Regions from separate parts of the Sus scrofa genome. Here regions 2 and 3 are each linked to region 1. Evidence: chromatin contacts called from public Hi-C and promoter capture Hi-C data. All regions are on one chromosome and are shown on one strand. The core of a region is the stretch at or near the end of the contact, and the rest is flanking DNA. Distances in the headings are between cores, read along the strand shown.

Region 1 (3,714 bases), core at 900-3,399:
AGTTTTACATGTCCAAACAAAAACAAACAAAAACCCACTGTCCATGCCCATACATCATACCAAAGGGCCCTGTCCACAGCCCCACTGTTGGCAAAACCTGGGGTTGCTCCTCACAATGACTCCCACCTTGCTGCCAACTAACTGGACCCCAAGCTATTAGGTCCATAGTTGGTTTGGTGACACGGGACATGGTTTAGGCCTGAAAAATAAGGGGACTAGGGAGTTCCGGCCACGGTTCAGCGGAAACGAATCCGACTAGGAACCATGAGGTTTCGGCTTCAATCCCTGGCCTCACTCAGTGGGTTAAGGATCTGGTGTTGCCGTGAGCTGTGGTGTAGGTTGCAGATGCAGCTCGGATCTGGCATTGAGGCTAGCAGCTACAGCTCTGATTAGATCCCTAGCTTGGAAACCTCCATATGCCCTAAAAAGACAAAAAAAAAAAAAAAAGAAAGAAAGAAAGAAAAGAAAAGAAAACGAAGGGACTATACCCAATTCCCACACTTCAGAGCATGAATGGAAAAAGCTGGTGAGCCAAAAGCAGCAAGCAGTGACCACAGGCAAGGCAGAATTCTGAGGGAGCAGAAACTGTAAACAGAGAAATCCCATCAATAAAGAGACCATGTTTGGCCTTAGGGATGGAGAGGACATCCAGTCCCTAAAGCTGCTCCGAGCCCACTTTTCCAGTTACAGGAGCAGTTCAGGCCACATACATGTTAAAAAAAATAAATAAATAAAATAACTCCTTTTCTTGCAGGAAGTGGGGACGTGGGGAATCTCTAGTCCTCACATCCAAAAGAGACTTAAGAGACTGGAGCTTACTGAGGTCAGCTGGAGGGGTGCAAAGGGCACTGAACTAGGATTTTTTTCTTTCTTTTTAGGGCCGAACTCAGCATATGAAGGTTCCCAGGCTAGAGGTCTAATCGAAGCTACAGCTGCTGGCCTGCACCACAGCCACAGCAACGTGGGATCCGAGCTGTGTCTTCGACCTACACCACAACTTATGGCAACGCTGGATCCTTAACCCACTGAGCGAGGCCGGGGATCGAACCTGCATCTTCATGGATGCTCAATTCGTTTCTGCTGAGCCACAATGGTAACTCCGGAACTAGGATTTTTGATGATGGTCATTGGTTCAGCTGTAACTAACTCATCATAATGACTTTGAGTCATTTCACTCTGGGCTTCGGTTTTTTCACCTTTTAAATTAGGATAAAATGTATGTATTCTTGTGAGGATCAGATTAGATAACACACGTAAGATTGTTCTCAAGCTGTAATGTCACCATCATTGACAGCTGCAGAACTGTCACCCAGCTGAAGCTACTCAAGGCAGAGACGGGCTGAAGAGCCCTGGAAGAAGCCGCAATAGAGTTGCAGAGCTATGGGAAAACTCCTCTGGCTAAGAGAGACCAGCCAATTGTGAATGTCACAATTGAAAGACGTAATCCGGTTCCGGAAGGGCCCCTGGATAACCTGCCAAGACTATGGCTATTACAGACATCATCACTTAAGTACAACCTCAGGTCGTTCCTCCAGGGCAAAATGAGCTAAGAGACCAGGAGCTTTGGACCACCTGGCCAGGGAATCGTTAAACCAGTGACATCATGACTCTTGACTCTACAATTCAGAAATGTCACAAGACAATGACTAATCCCAGCTGTTTTGCTCTTCCTCTTAAAACAAAACAAAACAAAACCCACCTAACTCAAAGACCAAGTTGGAGTACATCTAAGGCTTGTCTCCCACTCCCTTGCTTGGCGCCCTGCAATAAATCCTTACTTTGGAGCGAACTCCCGCTGTCACTTTGGCTTTCTGCGGGCCACGGGTACACAAGCGCTTCGCTGCGTCATAACGGGAAAATAAATCAACCATTAATCCACTAACTCAGAGATAACATTGTCAATATATCAGCTGACATGACATCAATATATACTTTTTTTCCAAGCATGTATTTGTTATGTTTGCCTCCAACAAAACAGGAACCGTAATTTGAAGAGGGAAACGCTGGCGGAATTCAGTATCCCTCCAGGTACCAGCTGAAGCTTTACCGGCCCGGCTGCGACCGGAAGGAAGCTGGCTGTATTCACAGTCCCACCCTCAGAGAGCGTAGGATCACGTCTCTATGGTTGTTCCTGAGCCGGAACACAGGGATACACTCTTTCCTTTTGCGGAACTCTATGGTCAGAGGATGGCTCTGTGACCCCGGAAGCGATCCCGGGAAGCTGGGGCGGCAAGATGGCGGCGCGAACGGCGTTTGGGGCGCTGGCCCGGCGTCTCTGGCAGGTACCGGGCGCGCTGAGGGTATTAGGCGGACTTACGGATACAGTTGCCTCTATGTCTGGCCGTCGCGTGTCGTTCTGCCAATCTGGAGCCCTCCGCGATATTTATTCCTTATCTCAGCCCGTTGTTTGCAGGGAAGGAGCGAGAAAAGGGCTGATGTTTTGTCGAGTTTCTTTTCATAGGATAAAACGTAATGAGTCAGGGCAACAGGAAGAATCAGAGTGTCAAAGCTGTAAAGAATATAGGACAGCGAAAGTTCCAGACCCGGCCTTTCACATTTGCGAAATAAACCGAGGCTCAGAACAGGCAGGAAGTTTCATCTCTCTGAAATGAGGTGGCATGAGACCTTTGACGCTTCCCGCGGAACCAGACTGAGATACCTTGCTGATAGCCGGGTTTCTGAGACTTAGATGAGAGTCGCTGAAGTCAGAGGAGTTGGTTGGATAACCTCTGCTCGGTTCTTTGGAGAAAGAAACAAAACCTTTAGCATCAGTTCTCAAGTTAGCCTTAGCACCCCTTTACACTCTAAAAATGGTTGAGGACTCCAGAGAGCTTTTATTTTTGTGGGTTTTAGCTGTGAATGTTTAGCTTACTGGAAATTACAACCAAGAATCTTTAAAATGCGTTTTCCTTTAAAAATAGCGCTGGGAGTTCCCATTGTGGCGCAGCAGTATGGAACCCTACTAGCATCCATGAGGACGCGGGTTGGATTCCTGGCTTCGCTCAGTGGGTTAAGGATCCAGCGTTACCATGAGCTGCAGTGTAGGTCGCAGACGGGGCTCGGATCCCGCTTTGCTGTGGCTGTGGTGTAGGCCCTCAGCTGCAGCTCCCATTCAATCCCTAGCCTGGGAATTTCCGTATGCTGCACCTGCAGCCCTAAAAAGAAAAGTAAAAAATTAAAATAACACTAATAAACTCATTACATGTTAACGTAATTAATCTTTGTATGGGGTACAACTAGATTTTCCGAAACAAATTTAGTGAGAAGAGATGTTTTTGCACATCTCTGATTTTGGCTTAATAGAAGACAGCTGGGGTTTCACAGCAGCTTCTGCAGTCTGTTGCTATACCACAGTGTCTGGAAAACTTCACTGCACACTGGTGACAGAATGGCAAAGTTGCAAATAACGTCTTACTATTATTATGGAAGTAAGTTTAATCTCTCCAGCCCACAGTGAAAATGTCCTCGGACCAGAATTTAAGAACCAGTGTTTTTAAGAAAAGGCAGGTGGTGTTAGAGATTGAAATTTTGAGCTATTTTTAAGACACAGTTACCAGACTACAGCTTACGCCTTCAAAAAAAAAAAAAAAGGAGGGAGTCCCTGTTGTGGCTTAGCTGTAACAAACCCGATTAGTATCCATGAGGACGTGGGTTTGATCCCTGACCCTGCACAGTAGGTTAAGGCTTCAGTGTTGCCGTGAGCTGTGGTGTAGA
Region 2 (3,714 bases), core at 305-2,804, 940 kb after region 1:
TATTAACACCAACTGAGAAAACGTCAACATACTAGCAAAAAATCAAACCAAGGGATGGTTGTGGACTGAGCTAATGAGTGAAGCCTGATACATTCAAAGCGACACAGAGAGGTGAAAGAAAAAGGACTGTACTACGTTCCTAAGGGAGCGAGAGTTCACAAGACCAAGCAACAAGAAAAAATGCCAGTGATATAAAAACAAGTTGTGCAGCTTCCGGGAAAAAGAATGCACAGGGCTCGCAATCTTCGAAGACTGAAGTTCCAGGCGCCGAATGGACAGGCCTTACAGCCCGGGCAAGAAAGGCAGACTGCTTGGTTGGGCTCCAAGACGGAGGTGTGCGGTTCTGCCCCGGAGATCCGGGCGGGGAGGAGAGGAAATGACGAGCCTAAAGTGGGTGGTAACGGCGCCTGGCTGGAGACCCGGGCCGAGCTGGGAGGAGGGGCGCAGCCAGACCGGGGAGTGGGCGCACTAACGGATCAAAGGGACGGCGGGGGCGGGCCGGCCCCCCCCTCTCCGCGCCGCACGCAAGGCCCCGTGGCCGGGGCGCGCGTCCTCCCTGGGTCTCCCTCCCGACTCAAGAGGACTGAGATACCCAGACCCGCTTACGGAGAAGTGGGGTGCGCGGGCCCCGCGGGGAGTGATTTCCCTTCCAGGGCTAGAGCGTGGTGAGTGCTAGGGCAGGCTAAAGAGTGAGGCCGAACGACCAGGAGAAAACCGCCGAGGCCCGGGCGCGCGTGTGTGTGTCTGTGTGTATACCTGAGCGTGGGGGCCTTCGTGGCAGTCAAACCCGCCACCCCCGGGCCTGGAGCTTGAGAACCTAGGCCTAAGGGTAGAAACAACCGGGACGCATGGCCAACTGGCCCTGACACCCTGCAAAGGGCTGGACCCCAAGGTGCCTGCTCCCGAGAGCGCCATCCCTGCGCGGGGCAGCCCTCTGCAGGCCTCGGCAGGGAGTACCCCGGAGCGCTTGCAGGCTCCAAGCCGAGGCCGCCAGCAGCCCCGCTCGGTTAGGCTCAGCTCGACTCCCCGGGCTCGACGGGAGCCTGGGCCTCTCCTGAGTGGTCAGCGAGACCCGCCAATCGGGGCGCTGGGGCCGGCTCTGGGCCGCTGGATATTGGCTCCTCACACTCACCGTGCCTCGCTCCCCCGGTTCGCTGCCCGCGCTGATTGGCTCCAGTACCGGACCCCGAAACCCAATCAGAGGCTCCAGCCGCCGCTGCCGCCGCCACTGCCGCTGCCTCGCAAAATGGCGAAGCCGAACAAAGGGGAATCGGGCCTCCCTCCAACTGCCTCCGCGCAGGCGCCTCTGAGACCACGCCCCCTAACCCGAGCTCTGGGCTCGCCCCATCCCCGTTGAGAGAGCACTGCGCAGGCGTACGATGAAGCCACGCCCACTTCCCTAATTAGATTCCTCCCCCGGCCGAAGGAATACGCAGGCGCTCTCTTGACGCGCCGGACCCTTCAACTCAAAACACCGCCCTGAGCACAGGACCACGCAGGCGCTAACCAATTCCTTTGCCAACTGCCCACCCCTTCTATGCGGCCTCTGGAGACACACCCCTGGGACTAATGCGCAAGCGCCGCTCTATCCAACTCGCGGCCGCTATCTCGTTACGCATGCCCGGGCGGCGGCGGGATACTCTACGGAGTTTACCGCCGGAAGTTCGGCGACCAGCACCAAAGAGTGCAGGTCCGGCTAGCTAGCTAGAAGGGCTCGTTTCCGCCCCACTCCCGGGTGGTGGGCGGCCATTTTAGGTGCGTGCAATTAAGGACTGTGGTGGGATTGGCTCTACAAGCGGACTAGTCCGCTGGTCCCCACCTACCAGAGCCCTTCCCCGCGGGGCGGGACCTCCTAACGGCGGACTCCTTTCCAGGTGAAGGGTACCTGGTACGTTGGAGCTTTGAACGAGGCTCCCCGCTCCCTCCCACGGGACCCCGGACAGGCCATTTGGCCTCGCTGATCCGCCCCAGGGTAGGAGAGAGAATGGGAGGCTTCTCTAAACTTCCCCCGTTTCCCCCCAAAGATAGGGGGGAGCTTTCCTTGAGAGGCCGCCTTCTGTTTTCTCGTGCTCGCTCCCGCTGTATACACGCCCGCCCCCGCCCCCGTCCCGTTTGCTCCCTTGTTGCGGCTTAACGGGACCGTAGCCTTGGCCCACCTTTTTGCTTCTGGGCCACACCCAATGCGGAAATACTTTTGGATCGTGCACCGAAAAGGAGACTGCGAATCCGCCTTGCTCCGCGCTGGCTTGGGGAGAGGAGGAGGCGTGTCTTCGGGCCGCCTTTCTCTCCTGGAAAGCGCGAAACGGGAGCGGAGCCCTGCCGCCCCCCAACCCAGGCGTCCGCTTCTCTTTCTTGCCCAGAAGAGTTTTGCATTACTTTTTGAAGGCTGAACGAACTCCCATTCAGCGATAGGTGGGGGGCAGAAAAGTTAGTAAGTGGGTGGTCGGGGCAGTCTGAATGTAATATATTCAGGTTGCCTAAGCATTTTCACTTCCTTTCCCCTTCTTATAGCTGAAGAAACACTTAAATTCTGGAAATAGCGACTCTATCATGGCCGGCAGCCCTAATGAAGATTCAGAAGGAAGCAGAGTGCGTAACAACTATTAACTTATTGGTGAACTGAAATTCAGAGTAATTGAGGTCAAAAGCATAAACACTTTTTAATTAAACCAATAATTGAATTGTCTTTTTTTCTCTCTTCTGTTGATTTCCTTTAGAAAGGCCAATAAAATCCTAGGCAGAGGCCGCTCATCACTTTGTTTTACACATGCTTTAATTCGCTTTAGATAATTTTTTCAATTCTGAGGATTTGTCACTAAATCAAAAGGAGGAAGCGGGGAGAAGTGGTGGTGGGCACAGTAAAGGAAAATAAATAGCTTAGTCTTTTTCTGTAGCTTCGTCTTTTTTTTTGGTATCTAATAAAACATTTTCTTTCCCTTTGCACATTTTAGATTACTTATGTGAAAGGAGACCTTTTCGCATGCCCCAAGACAGACTCTTTAGCGCACTGCATCAGTGAGGATTGTCGAATGGGCGCTGGGATAGCTGTCCTCTTCAAGAAGAAATTTGGAGGGGTGCAGGAACTGTTAAGTCAACGTGAGTTCTGAGAAGAGCTCCAACTCATCTGCCCTGGCTAGAGCATCTTTTGACCTCCTGTTGTACTTGATTATGAAACAAGATATACCCGTATGGGTGGGATTCCAAACCACTGAGTCCTTTTAACCGTGAAGATTAGGTTTTTCTTCATAAAAAAACGGCCTCTAGTTTGGATCCTTTTCCTACCAAATCTGAGTTTTTGTAAAAGTCTTTAATTTCTTCCTAAATCTGTCTTGATAATAACTGCTTCTCTGAAACCTTTCATAACTGAAGTGCTTTAACCAAGTCCATGGGTATTAATTTGGCACTCAAGATCTTCTTTACCCGTATTGTACTTATTCTTCAAAGAGGAGTCTAGAAAGTTCCTTACAGATCCCTTCCATCACTTTCTACCAATGATTTTAAACCAGACATGTGTATTAGAATCACTTGTGGAGCTTCTGAAACAGTTGCTTAGACCACAGTCCAGGCTTACTGAATCCGAGTCTCCGCTGGTGATTCTGATGCCAGTCTTTAAAAAATCAGTTTCTTACTGCTTTGTATTTATTTGTAAACATGACACTTTCTCTTGATTGAATAGTCTTTAATAATTAAGGACTTTTTAATACATCCGTGTTC
Region 3 (3,714 bases), core at 507-3,006, 690 kb before region 1:
GCCATGAGCTGTGGTATAGGTGGCAGATGAGGCTTGGCTCTGGCGTTGCTGTGGCTGTGGCGTAGTTGGGTGGCATCAGCTCTGATTGGACCCCTAGCCTGGCAACTTCCATATGCCGCAGGTGCAGCCCTAAAAATGACAAAAAAAAAAAAAAAAAAGATCTTTGCCAACTCTATGCTTCTATGAGTCTCCTAAGGAAAAGAAATGTGAGCTTCCTCTGCTATGTATGAAAATGAGAAGCAGTAAGAGCTCTGTGCTATCAGTATAAGATAGAAAATAAGAAGGGGAAGTGAAATCCCCAAAGACACTGGTTATAGCTACAGGAAGAGTGAAAGGAAGGCACCATAACCCTCTGACTGTCTATTTAAGGGAGTGAGGGAGAAAGTACAGGCTAGAACCCACACTGGGAAGACTACCAGTGAGCTCAGCTCATCTCTGAAGCATCTCACCTTTCATCTCTCCAATGAAAGCATTATGCCTTTCAAACCACCCCCATTCGAGTGCTTAGGGAACATCTGGCTGGCTGCAGGCTTTGAATTAAGATGCAAAACATTTACAGCCGACGTTCAGGGGTGCGGGGGCTGGAGTTGGTGGAGGGAGATGGAAGGAGTATCTGTAAAGGTCTGAGGAGTAAACTGAGAAATGGAGGGGTGGGGGGAAGGTAGACCCTTCACAGTCCTGGATTGTGTGCTGACGCTCTTTGCTGTCTCTCTCAAGTGCCACACCTTCACCCCTCTGTCTTTGGGAGTCATACTTTTTCCATATTCCTAAAATCTTCCTCCCTAAGTTCCCCCAGGCTTCAGACCCTCCTCCTTCCTGCACCTACACCCACAGTACCCCCACCCCTGTTTATTCATACTTATTCCAAATACATTTATTGGATGCCTACCAGGCACTGTGTGAACAGGTATCTGAGAGAGGTCCCTGCCCCGGCAGGAGCTGACAGCAAGTCGGGGAGACGGCCAATGACACAAAGCTTGCGATGAGGGCACAGAGGGGGCGTCTCAAGCTCTTTCCTCCCCAAGACTAGTCATACGGATCTTTTCAGTTCCTCAAACTTGTCCTTTGCTTGCAAGACCCTGCATCTGTGGTTTCCTGAGTGGGACCCTCTCTTCACTTCTCACCCGGCTAACTCCTAATCATTCGGGGCTTCCTGACGAAGCCTTTCCCCCCATTTCTAGTCTAGATTAGCTGCTCCTCACCCAGCCGCCAAAGTCCTGTGCCTCCTCCATCAGGGCATTTACTAACCCGATTATAACTGCTTGTTTTCACCGATTTCTGAGCTCCAGGTGCACCAAGATCTGATCTCTCGCCCGCCTCTCTGTCCCCAGAGCTCAGCACAGTGCCAGACACACATCAGGTTCTTGCACTGGAGACTCGCTCCAGAGCCCAGGACCTTCTCCGCAAGCCCCGCCCCCCCAGCTGGATACTCCCCGCGGGCCCCGCCCCCTCACCTTCGCATTTGCTTGGCAGTCGAACCCAGTCTGTCTCCTCTGCTCGGGCCTCCCTCGGGCCCAGCTCCGGGGCGGGCAGTAGCAGCAGCAGCAACAGTAGCAGGGGAAGAAGCAGAAGACAGCGGGGCCGAGGCCGGAGCCGAGGCCGGGACGTGGGCTCAGGTAATGGTTCCATGGCCCAGCCGGACCCGACCTGAGCGGACCGGGCTGCACCTCCTCCCGCTGCGCGCGCTGGGCAGCTTCCCGGAGCCGCTTCCGGGACTGCACACGTGCCTCGGCGTAACCAGGAAAACGGCGAGCACCCCCCTCCCCGCCCCCCCAGGCAGCTCCCTCCTCTGGCCGTCTCGGCCGGCCCCCAGAGCCGACCGGGGCCTGCGGTCTACGCAGCCAATGGACTTTTTGGGGTTTGTCTTCTAGCGAATGGGAGGACGATCTTTTTTCGACCTCCGCCAATGAAATAGCGGATAGTGTCCTCAGTGACCTATGGCAACATCTTTTCCCACCCCTTAACAGAGGCTCTGGGAGGGACAGGAGGACTAGGGCTGCGGGAGAGGGAAGAAGGCTCTGGTCCTGGAAGGTGTCTTCACTGCCTTCTCCGCCTCCTTGCGCGTCACTCCCCGCCCCACCACGGTTATAATGCAGCCAGCCCTTACTGAGCACCTGCTTTTTAATTTTGCTGTGGTAGTGGTAGTGGTGATGGTAATTGCCAGTCACTCTAGTAGATGCTGTGGATGAGACCAGGACGATTCAGTCCCCAGTCTTCAAGCAGCTTTCTTAGTGCCCAGTAACTCTAGATTTGTCCCAGGGAGAACTAGAACAAGTCACTCAGAGCCTCAGCTTTTGTCTGTGTTATGACACAGTGATCCTCCTAGCTGCTGTTCGAGCTTTGTTCTCTGGGAAGCTTGAACAGGTTAATAGAATTAAAGCTTATGGAGCAGATTGTAAAAAGTTTATGCATTGATTTTCTTTTTAGTGTATAACCTCTCCTGATTTTCTGCCCTATTATTTATTTCTTTGGATTCTGAGCTCCCAGAAGGACTAATGAACAGTTGTATTTCCCTTCCACCTCCCCTGCACCAGGACGCCTGGTACCGCAATTGCTCAATGAAACCCCCTTCTCCTGTGCCATCAAGAGCAGGACTCTGGGTCTTTGGGGCTGCTTCTGGCTGCCCCTGCTCAGTGTTCTATAACAGCCCAAATCTGCTTCTCTTGCAGGTTGTCTGCAAATTCCATTTTTGTCCATAAGCCCCTGTTCCCCAGCACTTCAAGTTTCCTTCCTGGAGGTTGGATATTTATGCTATTTTATAAAGACTTGAAAGGACTGGTACTCAGCCCATTGACTTGTTGTTTCCTGATTTTAGCTTCTTGCTCAAAACAGTTGTGTGGGTGATAAGGCCCTCTGGATAGGTAGGAGCTGTGATGTGTAGAATTCCACAATAGATCAGGACGCAGAGGATCAGGACACCCTCCTGAGGTCCTCCATCCTCTCTAGGCTTCCTAAGACTTAGGAAGGCTCAGAGTCTGGCCAGGAACCCTCCTGGGAAATAATGTTAAGCCATCCATAGTGGGCATTCCTGCTGAGTCTGGGGCAGGCCAGGATTAGGGGAATGGGGGCAACTTGGGGAGGAGCCCTGAAGGTAAGGGACACCTGCTTCCAGAATAAACAAACAGGACTCTGAGAAGATATTAATTGAGGCACAAATTAGTTTGGCAGGAGCCCTGGGCTCAGCATCTGGGCTAAGAGCCGGGAAGGCACAGTGGTTGGAGAAAGTCTGGGGTTTGGGTGGACATGCCCCTTCCCCACAGCCTAGCCCTTCCTCTGTCTGTGTTAGGGAAGGAGCAGGCCCTGTGGGGATGGTGGACAGATTCATCCCAAGAAGAAGTGCCCTCTCTCTCCTTGAAGAACCCAAAAAAAGGGCCGGAGAATCTCCTTACAAGCTGATGAGAGATCAGCAGTGGAAGATAACGGGAGGGTTTTCATGGACCAGCAGCTACGAGGGCACTGAGGCTCGGGGAAGCTGGGAGTGTCAGTGATATCATGTGTGTGTGCATTGGGGGGGGCATTAGGACATCGTTCCCAACTGCCGCCATGAGGAGAGGAAGACTAAAGTAGGGCCGTTAATTCAAAAACTGTCCTATGCTGCCCAGGGGGCATCTGGATTCACATGAAAGCTCCCAGAGATTCTTGGGGGTGATTACTGGAGAAGAAGCCCTGGGAAAGGCTGGATTTCCTGCAAGAGCTGGGTGAGCAGGGAACACA

What was found. Promoter capture Hi-C pulls out the DNA fragments that hold promoters and counts their contacts. A called contact is a pair of places that touch in the nucleus more often than the background predicts.
Region 2: a promoter capture Hi-C map of liver shows a contact between it and region 1, with 3 times the contacts expected there. The contact joins the promoter of OARD1 here to the promoter of MRPS10 in region 1. A contact is called at or near these places in 1 of 5 promoter capture datasets (liver) and 1 of 2 datasets of contacts at active chromatin or transcription factors (alveolar macrophages).
Region 3: a contact with region 1 is called in a Hi-C map of skeletal muscle, with 5 times the contacts expected there. The contact joins the promoter of CNPY3 here to the promoter of MRPS10 in region 1. A contact is called at or near these places in 2 of 47 Hi-C or Micro-C datasets (liver and skeletal muscle).

What each region holds. Positions count from the first base shown.
Region 1 is chr7:37,327,681-37,331,394 of Sscrofa11.1, reverse strand. It overlaps MRPS10 (28S ribosomal protein S10, mitochondrial), which reads left to right and starts at 2,149. Exons shown (of 7, transcript XM_005665997.3): 1 at 2,149-2,282. The coding sequence starts at 2,235.
Region 2 is chr7:36,384,248-36,387,961 of Sscrofa11.1, reverse strand. OARD1 (O-acetyl-ADP-ribose deacetylase 1) reads left to right here and starts at 1,554. Exons shown (of 6, transcript XM_005665959.3): 1 at 1,554-1,690; 2 at 2,512-2,589; 3 at 2,952-3,096. The coding sequence starts at 2,551. NFYA (nuclear transcription factor Y subunit alpha) reads right to left here and starts at 1,247. Exons shown (of 10, transcript NM_001243295.1): 1 at 1,133-1,247.
Region 3 is chr7:38,012,836-38,016,549 of Sscrofa11.1, reverse strand. It overlaps CNPY3 (canopy FGF signaling regulator 3), which reads right to left and starts at 1,756. Exons shown (of 6, transcript NM_001110428.1): 1 at 1,455-1,756. The coding sequence starts at 1,629.